Linked DNA regions of Rattus norvegicus: region 2 is linked to region 1. A link is a contact called in public HiChIP or PLAC-seq data. All regions are on one chromosome and are shown on one strand. The core of a region is the stretch at or near the end of the contact, and the rest is flanking DNA. Distances in the headings are between cores, read along the strand shown.

Region 1 (5,030 bases), core at 1,481-3,980:
GAGTACTGTTCTGGTCTCTGGTCCCCTGGTTCCTGGGTGTTCTGGGTGTCTGGTTTCGTCACCAAGCTCCTCACATCCATCTGCCTGTGGTTTACCTTTATAATGCTGAGTAGTATTTCAGGGGACTTCACGACCAGGATTTGTCTATTTCTCTGCTTATTATGTTAACAATTTTAATTAAGCCAAGTGGTCAGTACTGTCTTTTATGATTGCTAATAATATGCCTGACACATATGCCCACTAACAGGCTTTATTTTTTTTTAAAGTATTTTTAAAAAATGCTTAGGTCTTTCTTCTTGATGAGGTAGAAATTCAGTACTTTTTTTCAAATTATTAGTTTCCATTCCATCTTCTTTTTTCAGACTTGAAAAGCCATCTTCATAACTTTTTAAGTCTCTGTAGGATTAATATTACAAACAACTGACAACTGGCCAGGCCTAGGCCTTGGCTCAGAAGGCTGCTTGTCAGTGAGAGCTGCGACAGACAGTTCCATCGACTTCCACCCAAAAGCCTATTTATTTTCTGGGAGTGATTTTACCTTCGTTCTTCCCCTTGACTGTTCTTACCTGCTCCTCTTTCTAATCACGCCGGCCCTCAGTTGCTTTCAAAGTTATACCTAGGTATTTACTGTACTCTCTGGTTGATACAACTGTGATTTTTCTGCCGTGTGTTCTAAAGTAATGTGCTTAACCCAATGCCTACCGCACACTCAGTGCACATTCACTACGGCAGTTAGCATGCCTGCAAGTTTTTTCCTCTCTGGGTGCCAGTGATCAAACCCAGAGTCTCAAGCATGTATCTTACCACACAGCTTAGACTGGTTCTACTTCCAAGCTCGTAGATACTGGGATTATGGGTATGGCCATTTGGCTGGGCCTGACCACTCTCAATATTGGGGGGAAACCCAGAGCCTTGTTTGCGCCAGTTAAGTGTTCTCTATCTCCAGTCTGAAAGCAGTTTTTGTGTTTACTTTTTAACTGTTGGGCTTCTACTAATTTTGGGGTGTTTTTGTATTAGGGGTCTATCTTTATTTCTGATCTCTTGGTTTCTAACACCAAGCCTCTATCTGAGAATGGGACTCTGTAAAGCCTTATAGATACCCTGGGTGATGTTGGGGCGCCTCTCCCCTACACTTTGTTTGCTGCTAGAGCCCTTCTATGTACCAAATGCAATTCTGTGAGGTCCAATCAGCACACGGTAATACTCCCCCGTCCCTGGAATGGAACACTATCATTTGAAAGTAACTGCATCTAAGAGTATATTCCAGAACTTCCTCATGTAACTTTTGTTCAGGTTCGTATTCATCAGTACTTACTTCGTATTTACTCAGTATTCATCAAATCTCTGATTATTGCACATCTTTATCCTTTCAAGTACTTCTGAACTTCATGTTTCATCTAAATGTTAGCAGGCTGCAGATCCTGCATTATTTTGTATGTAAATTTGGTAGTGTACTTTTCTATAAGCAGCTGCACTGGCACTCCTAAGTGCGGTCATTTTCTTCTACTCTTTTTGATTCCACAATTCATCCCTTGGCTTCGCAGCTGAGCTATCCTAGCGTCTGAATTTCTCCCAATGAACGAAGCTCTCTAGTTCACTATTACCCTGAGATAATGAAAAGAATCTATTGCATTTTGCGAATTGTTTTCATCCACATACCTTCAATTATCCCCCAGTCACGGATCAAAAAATACTATTCGGTCTCTATTCAATTCCTACAAGTCAAGGCCTAGTAGACAGGCCAGCATCCTAGGACAGTCAGACCATGTAGGGTGGACCAGATGCTCTCTCCTTCGTTCTAGATGTGAGATTCTGGAAATACCATGCACACAGGATGAGAAATTGCACTACTCTCCTGATGAAAGGTAATGGACCCAGGGGCGTCAGAAGCATGATCTTTCATGCCCATCCACACCCGGGTACGCCACTTATAGGTGCTTGACCCAGGTCTAGAAGAACCCCAGCAAAGAAGGGGTGGGTCTCAGCAAACCGGGACGCGGTGGCGGCGACCCAAAGCCTACACCTCCGCCACAGCAACGGTCCCTGAATTCCCAGTTCCCACGGCCACGCAAGGGCCCATAGTCACAGCCGCACCCCCAAGCGGCGCGCCTGCCCCGGGGCAGGGCGGGGCCCGCCGCGCCTGCGCACTCCCTCTGGGCTCGGCGTCCCCCGCACGCAGCCCACGTGACCTGTGCCTTGCCCAAGATGGAGGTTGCAGCCAGGCCTGACCGGGCCCCCGTCACAGTCTGCGCTCTTGCGCGCCCCCTTAGAGCATGAGACATGAACTCAGGCACACTATATTGACCCGGGCAGCGCCGCGGGCTGCCGAGGAGGTCTGTCAACAGCATCAGTCAGTACGTGCACCAGCTCCCTGCTCTTTCTCCACAGCGAAGCTCTCAGAGCTAGCGCCTGGAGAGTCCTCGGTACGCCCCGCTCACTAGTATTGACAAGGCCGGGAGCCAATGGGGTTTGTAACTTTTGAGAGAGGCCGATCGAAGGCGGAGCCCCTTTGCAGCGCCCGCGAAGCGGGGGTGGCTGTTGGGCTATTGTAGGGCGGACTTAGGACTCTCGGACCAATGGAAGAGCAACTGAATTCTTGGAGGCGGGGCCGAGCCGTAATTGACGCTTTCTTCATTAGAAACCAGGCAGGGGGCGGGGCCCACGGGGGGAGGTGACGCAAAGCCGTTGCAGCCAATGGCTGGTGGGCCGACGGCGGGAGGGGCGGGGTTGGAGCGCCTGACGGGCGTAGGGCGCGGCCTATCCCCGCGCGGCTCTGCGCTCGAGGGGGAGCAGCATCATGGTTCAACGTGGGTCAATTTTTTGTGAATGAGGAGGGGAGGTTGTGGGGCCGCTGCCGCGGAGCACCATCCCCGCCGCCGCCCGAGCCCGAGCCCGCGCGCCTGCTCGCGCCGCCGCCGTCGCCGCGCCGCCTCACGCCCGGCCCGCTCAACGCGACTGCTGTCGCCGTCGCCGCCCGAGCCCGCCCGCCCGCCGGCGGCGGCGCAGGCTGAGGAGATGCGGCTCGGAGCGCCCGAGCAGGGCTAGACGCGGCCCGCCGCCGCCGCGGTAAGCCACCGGCCGTCATTGTCCGCGCCGCCCGGTTGCTGGCGGCAGGTGGACGCCCGGCCCCGCCGAGGCCTCGGGGCCCTGCGCCGCGGGCTGGCGGGCGGGAGAGCGGCCTGCGCCGGCGGGCGGGCAGGTGGGCGCGCGGGGGCGGGGGCCGGGGCGTTTATGTAACTTTGTCAGCCTGTGAGTTTGCAGAAAACGCCCCTCGGCGGCGGCGGGCGGCGGGGCGGGGGCCGCGGCTGGGCCCGGACGGTCGTTGGGCTGGCGAGAAGCTGCGCTAGCCCGGGAGACGACCCGGTGTCCACCCTGAGCGAGCGTTCCGAAGGCACGGCTGTAGCCCACACCGCCGGAGTCGGTCGGAAAGGCCGGGTGTGGAACCCGTGTTCTCCTTTAATGCACACGGAGAATTTGTTAATAACTTGCAGCCGCTGATAGCAGTGTTTTGGTTATTGCATGCTGTAAATTGACCTGCTGTGACACGATTTTCAAATAAAGCGTCGCAGAAATTAAACTTAAGTTATTTTAGAACTAATGACTTTCTTAACTAAATCCTAATTGCATTACTGTAGAGACCTACCTAATTGCTTTCCGAGAGCCACTCTGCCTGCTCGGGGAGGAAGGAAAGGCCTGTGTAGTCACTTTGCCTCCCTGCTTTTCTCTGCTCAGGCGTTTCTGCCTGTTCCCACAAACCACCTAAGCATTTAAGGCCTGCGGAGTATTAACGTGTAAACAGCCATGGCCCTGTCGCACTTTGGGGCTAGGGGGATGCTGGCGGCTTGCACCTTGACCTGGTTTCGGTTTTTCCTCCGTGATATGATCGAGGTTGCCAGGAGTTTTAATTGCTTCTGATAATTCCGTGCATTATTTCAGGACCGGCTTGATGAAAGCTAGTGTGGTGGTTTCAAAATCCATCCAGAAAGAAGGTGGTGGTGGTGGTGGTGGTGGTGGTGGTGGTGGTGGTGGTGGTGGTGGTGGTGGTGGTGGTGGTGGTAGAACGCTTGTGAGAGGCAAGGAGGTTGAATTAAGAAAACTCAGCTGCTTCTACACAAATATACACTATAGCAGTTACAAGGCAGCAAAAGTTATTGCAGAATTTTGCAGTCTCTATGGCAACACAATTACTCCATTATAATTGGAAATGCAAAATGCCACCCAGTTAGAAGTTTCATCAGAATGGAGTTTTGGATATCAAAAAAATATGCGAGATTTAGTTAAAAATTCTCATTTTTCCCCAGGTAGCTTCTGCAGCTCTAGTCTAGGTTCAATTGTCTATTTTTAAGACCCATTCGCTTTCCCAGATCTGCCACTCCTCGGGATCTGTGGCATCTTTCCCCAGAAGAACTCCCCGTTTGTGTGGGAGGGAAGTATTTTCATGCTTTAAAAACACACACCCGACACACTGTAAGACTTCTATGGCTTTCTGTGTTCTGGCTTTTCTTTTAAAGATCAAATGCCTTCCTGAAGAGCAGTAATCACCCAGAAGAGGCTGGGTTTGCTAGAAGGCCGAGGTAACACTGCCCCCTTTAGGGGTCTGCCGGCTGCTTACCGGGTATCTGAGAGCCCTGAGGGGGAGAGAATGACTGTGGACTGCAGAGAGGCCTGGAAAGCCTAGGGACCAAGGACAGATGTGACCAAAGCAGCCCTAGCAAGAACATTCTGTGGTTAGCAGCGTCAGGGAGCTGGGCAGCATATAAAGCCCCCAGGTGGCACCTTTGCAGAAGTCAGGGGCTGCTGCTGTGCGAGGTGGCAAGAGAACATGGCACTCTTCACGGGGCTCCTGGCACCTAGCTTGACTTTGGTTTCGAAGCTGTGTTAGGATGATGCCCCTCTTGATGTTTACCAGAAGAGCTCTGGTGCTGGAAGTTTCCACACATCGTGGGGCTGCTGCAGCTTAATTTCGTTATAACCCTTTCCTTTTAACTACTGCATATTTTTGCCCAGTAATCGACTTCCATTTTCCAGCC
Region 2 (5,150 bases), core at 525-3,024, 290 kb before region 1:
CTGCTGTCATTTGGAAAGCATCCATGACCCAACTCTTTTACAGAAGAGTCCCAATGGGGATGAGCGATACCACCCACGTAGGCTTATTCTTCCTCTGAATAGCTGAAGAGTTCCTCCGACAGTTCCAGGAGAGCCTCAACTTCCATCAGGAAACCCACTCCCTGGTCACAGCATCCAGGGAAAATGAAATGGGTGGAAATGCTCCCCAGGTGGCTTTGTTGAAGCCTATAGTATCTTGATATTAAGGCGAGACAAAGAATTCCTAACTAATATCCATAGACCATTATTCTTCGTAAGTATGTAGATAATTCTTTTTAAAAGTTCAAGTACAATTCATTACTATAAGAATGACACATAATCAAACGGGGGGGCGGGGGGTGTGCTAATCCAGGGATTCAAAGCTCACAGTGATTAAGAGCACTGACTGCTCTTCCAGAGGTCCTGAGTTCAATTCCCAGCAACCACATGGTGGCTCACAACCATCTGTAATGAGATCTGACGCACTCTTCTGGTGTGTCTGAAGATGGCTACTGTGTACTCATATAAATAAAATAAATAATTATTTTTTTTTTAAATCTCACGGTTAACTAAGAACAAAAGCTTGCAGCAAACTCGGGGCAGACGGACTGACTGCGGCTTGAGTAGTACCTTGAGTTAATTACATGCACCATTTTTTTTCATTATGCCATTAGTAGAAGTTGTCAAACACAGAGGAGGAAGGACACTGTCTTTCCTTAAGGGTGAGCCTGAGACTGACACCTAGTGGGAGGGGAGTTGAGAAATGAGGTGATCAGGTTGCTAGAAGAATGTGGAGTGGGTTCCCCCCTTCCGTTCTCAATGTACTGGAAAGGACTCAGGGATTTCTAGAAATCGAGAAATGCGGAGGTTTTGTGTCAACTACCCGGAAGGTAGTCCACACCCACCCAGAACTCCTCTTGTCTTGGGGATCCTCCCCCTATCAGCATTTTCCTGGCTTCTTCACACTCTTCCACCTTAGCTTAACTCGGTTGTGACGTCATGTCAGCGCGCCGCGGACAGGATAGGACCCGGTCTTGGCACTGAAGAGCTTTTCAGGAGGTGACTATAATGTCGGTAGCTGTGGAAGGGAGGCAGGGAGCTCTGCACTGGAGACATAGTGGTACTAGACCGGAGACCACCTCAGCTCTCAGTACTACAAGAGTTCAGAAACCGGTCGTGAGCACCCACAGGGCTCAGGCCCGTAACAGGTCCTTCTCTCTGAAGCAGGCAGGGAAAATGTGCCACCCATAGAACTCAGATGGGGAATAGGCTCTCTCCACAGCGCCCAGGAGGGCAGTGAGCAGATCCTCCCCTCAGACTGGGAGTGGGTCCATGCAACCCAGGAAGTGGATCCTCTTGTCAGAGCTCGAGCGTGGAGCAGAGAGGCAGCAGGTTCTCACTGCAGAATCTGGGGAGCGAGCGGATCCACCCCACAGAATACCCAGAGAGAGGAGGGGGTAGTCACACTTTTGTCACACAACTCCAGCATCTGCGAGAAACCCGAACTCAAGACTGGCAGCCTCCGTGCAATTCACAAGGCTCAGGGTGGGTCTTTTCGCCCTTCCCCAGACTTGTACTGTATGGGTCGAGGAAGTAGCACGCTCCCCGCCCAAACAATCTAAACCCCGGCCCAGAGCCGCAATCTAGACCTAAGCCCCGCCCCTTCCCTCTGGCTCTGCCCCATCTCGGGTAGTTTTTTCCGACAGGCGCCGCGGACACTCGGTTGTGACGTCATGTCAGCGCGCCGCGGACAAGATAGGACCCTGTCGCGTTCACGTCCCTCTGGTCCTTGAGCCGGCGCAGGCAGCGAAGCAATGGCCTTGAGGTTGCTGAGACTTGTCCCGGCGTCGGCGTCCGCGCGCGGCCTCGCGGCCGGAGCCCAGCGCGTGGTGAGCGGCGGGTGGCTTTCCTCGCTTGGATCCTCGGCCTGTCCGAGACCTGACACTCCGGCATTGTTGATCAGACCCTTGAGCTACGAGCTCTTGAGGCCTCCACCTACAGCTCAGGGTGCAGCGGGACTCACATTCCCGGTTGCACTTGGGGAACCGAGATGCCAGAGCCGTGGAGCCTGGGCCCGCGTGCTCATCCGTTCAGTGATTGGTGAAGCTGCTTTGTCGAACGCCTTGTAGACTCGGGTGTCGTGACGTGGAGCAGGAACAGCGATTTGGGGTAGATTGGGGGAGGAGAGGACTTCCTAAGATGCATGCAGAATAGTGGGTGATAGTAAATGCCTAGGGGACCGTGACTGGAAACAGGACACGTTTTATGACGACATCATAGCTTCTTTGCTTTCTAGTAGCTAGAACTACATAGGTATTCAATTATAAAGGGGTTGACAATCATGCTAAGGTTTTTTATTTTGAGCAGGAGTGATCTGTGTGTGAGAGAGATATGGATGTGAGCCAGAAAGAGATGTGGTGTGTGTGAATGTCACTGTCAGCCTAAGCCCTATTAGGATCACACAAACTAGAGCACAGAGTATATTCACAGTGCACTTTTGACCTTGACCCTTAGAGACTACACTCATCTCCCTCTGTCTTCACCACATCACCCCCTCAGTGAGGTTGTCTCACATATTTATATTTCGGGAGTTCAGTCACATTCTGTGTTCCATCCTAAGTAAGTTTTGTTTGCATGCATTGAGTTCGTTCCTTATGCTGTGAAGTTGTACTGTTTTGCACAATGAACGAACGGTGTTATGTCTTGGCCTTTACAGTACCACACAGAGTAGTTCACAGCTCTGAAACATCTATTGTCCTCCATGTTCACTTATCTTCCACCCTCTCATGACAGCCATTGTGCTTTTGATGATGTTTTCATTTTGTCTTCTCTAGACTTGTGTAATCAGTCACCCATATTACCGGTCACTGTGCTTTCTTTACATATACTTTTACAATTACACTTACAGGTCATTTATGGGGGTGCACAGCTATTAAGATTACTTGTTTCTCTTTTTACATACACACTAAATCTTAATAATAATAATAAATCTTAAGCCAGACATTGTGGAGCTCACCTTTAATCCCAGCATGAGACAGTCAGATATGAATTCTAGGACAGCCTGGTATATAGGGAGTTCCAGGCCAGCCAGAGCTACATAGTGAAACTCGTGTCTTAAAACCAACCCCCAAAAACAGCAAGGGGGGAAAAAAAAAGATTCACGTCTTTGTGGCTTGTTTAGTCATTCCCTTAGTTCCTTAGTTTGGTTATATTGTCATTTATCCATTTACCTGTTGAAAACCATCTTGGTAGTTTCCCCTTTGAGGCAATTATGTAAAAAAGCTGATTTAAGTATGAGTGCACATTTCTTATGGGAATGTTTCTTATCATTGGGTGATGTGTTGGCTGGGTCGTTAGTGAGGCTATAGTTTTATAACCATCTGACTCTGACCATTTGTACTCCTTAGCAGTGCAGAGCATCCTACTGTATGCTATCTTGCTGACATTGGTGCTGGAAATCACTTGCATTTATGAATATCTAGTGAGCACACAGCTCATCTGGTTCCTGAGGGAGTATCTTAGACACTTTTGTGCCTTCTGCATTACCTTTGCCCTTTCAATCATTTACCTTTTAATTATGTGTCCCCTACAGTCCCCGGATTGGTGATTTTCATGTGGGGAGAGTGGGTTATGTTAGCTTCAGTCTGATGAATAGACTGGGAGATGACTGCTGATATGGACGTCCCTTGCCTTGTAGATGAGAGGTGTGAGGAGGACCTTTGCCTCTGTGCAGCAGGAGAGGGAGGTGATGCTTCTCTTCCACAGAGCCTGGGCATTCAGCTTCCATGGGTGATTATGGAACTGAAGAAAGGCAAAAATAATGCTTATGTTGCTCTGTTTTGTGGATTGGGGACAGTTTCCACTGCTCGGGGCATCACACTTGCAGTTAGAGCATGGAAGCTGTACTTAAGCTCAGGTTTTCTAGTTTTCTCATACTCAGTGGTAGAGTAATTGGGTAACAGGCCGAAGACAAAAGCCTGAATCAGAGAGGTACTTTGATTCTGTCAGGTCCCCCTCCCTGCTGCCATTTGTGTCTATCCATCCTTCCGTCCATCTGTTCATCTATCCATCTGGTTTTCCTTAACAGAGAAAGCGTCCGTGTTCTGAGACCCAAGGAGGTAAACCGCCAGCTCTCAGAGAGCTTGCACTGGGGAAGAAGGGAGTCAGGCCATTAAACAAGAGGGCTGGCCCTCCTAGTACTCTACATAATAGGTGTTGATGTCACAGTAACCAGAGTGATGATGTGTTTTTCAGGGACGAATTCATACCAGTGTGCACTGCAAGCTGAGGTACGGGCTTTTGGCTTCCATTCTCGGTGATAAGACAACCAAAAAGCTGCATGAGTACAGCCGAGTGATAACAGTAGATGGCAACATATGCTCTGGGAAAAACAAGCTCGCAAGGGACATCGCAGAGCAGCTAGGTATGCGCCGTGCAGAATGGCCCAGGCTTGTCAGGCATGTGGCTGCTTATCCCACTTAGAGTTTGCTGGGCTATTGACTAGGTAATTTTGACCTAAAGTAGGTCTTCTACATTTTTTTAATTGTTAGTTATATGCTTATAACATTAGTGCTTGAGAGGTTACAGCAAGAGGATTGCCATGAGATTTAGTACACTTGGGCTATGTAGTGAGTACTAGGCCAACCAAAGCTTCATGGGGAGACCCTGTCTCAAAAAGACCAAACTGGGGGAGGGGTATTAGTCTTTTAAAGGTGACATTAAAACAGCGTGGCAGTTACCAATTGGAGTTGGACTTTACCTGGGAGTGCAGCAGAACCCTCAGTTGAGGATGCCTTGCCAGAGGAGCTGTCACTGCACTTGCTTCCCTGTAGGGTGATGGGAGAAAGGCTGACCTCTTTAGTTCCTCATGCAGCCACCTGCCTGCTTGCCTTTGGGGATGTTGGACTGTAGCAAGCAGCGGGGTGAGGGTTGGAAGGGGATGTGCTGGGGCGCCTGGTTGTAGAGAACGGAGAAGCTCTTTAGCTGTTATGCACAGCACACATTGTGCTTCCTGAGCACGTGATGAAGTGTGGGCACAGAGGGGACTTTTCCTGGGATTCTGATGCCCATCCCCGACAGTAACATTCAAATTTTCTTTGGGTTTCTGTCCAACCGCACACTTGGAGTAGGTG

The links. HiChIP or PLAC-seq counts read pairs in DNA pulled down with a chosen protein or histone mark.
Region 2: a contact with region 1 is called in an H3K27ac HiChIP or PLAC-seq map of oligodendrocytes, with 10 times the contacts expected there. The contact joins the promoter of Ndufa10 here to the promoter of Hdac4 in region 1. A contact is called at or near these places in 1 of 12 Hi-C or Micro-C datasets (Schwann cells) and 1 of 1 datasets of contacts at active chromatin or transcription factors (oligodendrocytes).

Annotation. Positions count from the first base shown.
Region 1 is chr9:100,195,337-100,200,366 of GRCr8, reverse strand. Hdac4 (histone deacetylase 4) reads left to right here and starts at 2,730. Exons shown (of 27, transcript NM_053449.1): 1 at 2,730-2,807.
Region 2 is chr9:100,485,888-100,491,037 of GRCr8, reverse strand. Ndufa10 (NADH:ubiquinone oxidoreductase subunit A10) reads left to right here and starts at 1,774. Exons shown (of 10, transcript NM_199495.3): 1 at 1,774-1,907; 2 at 4,273-4,441. The coding sequence starts at 1,833.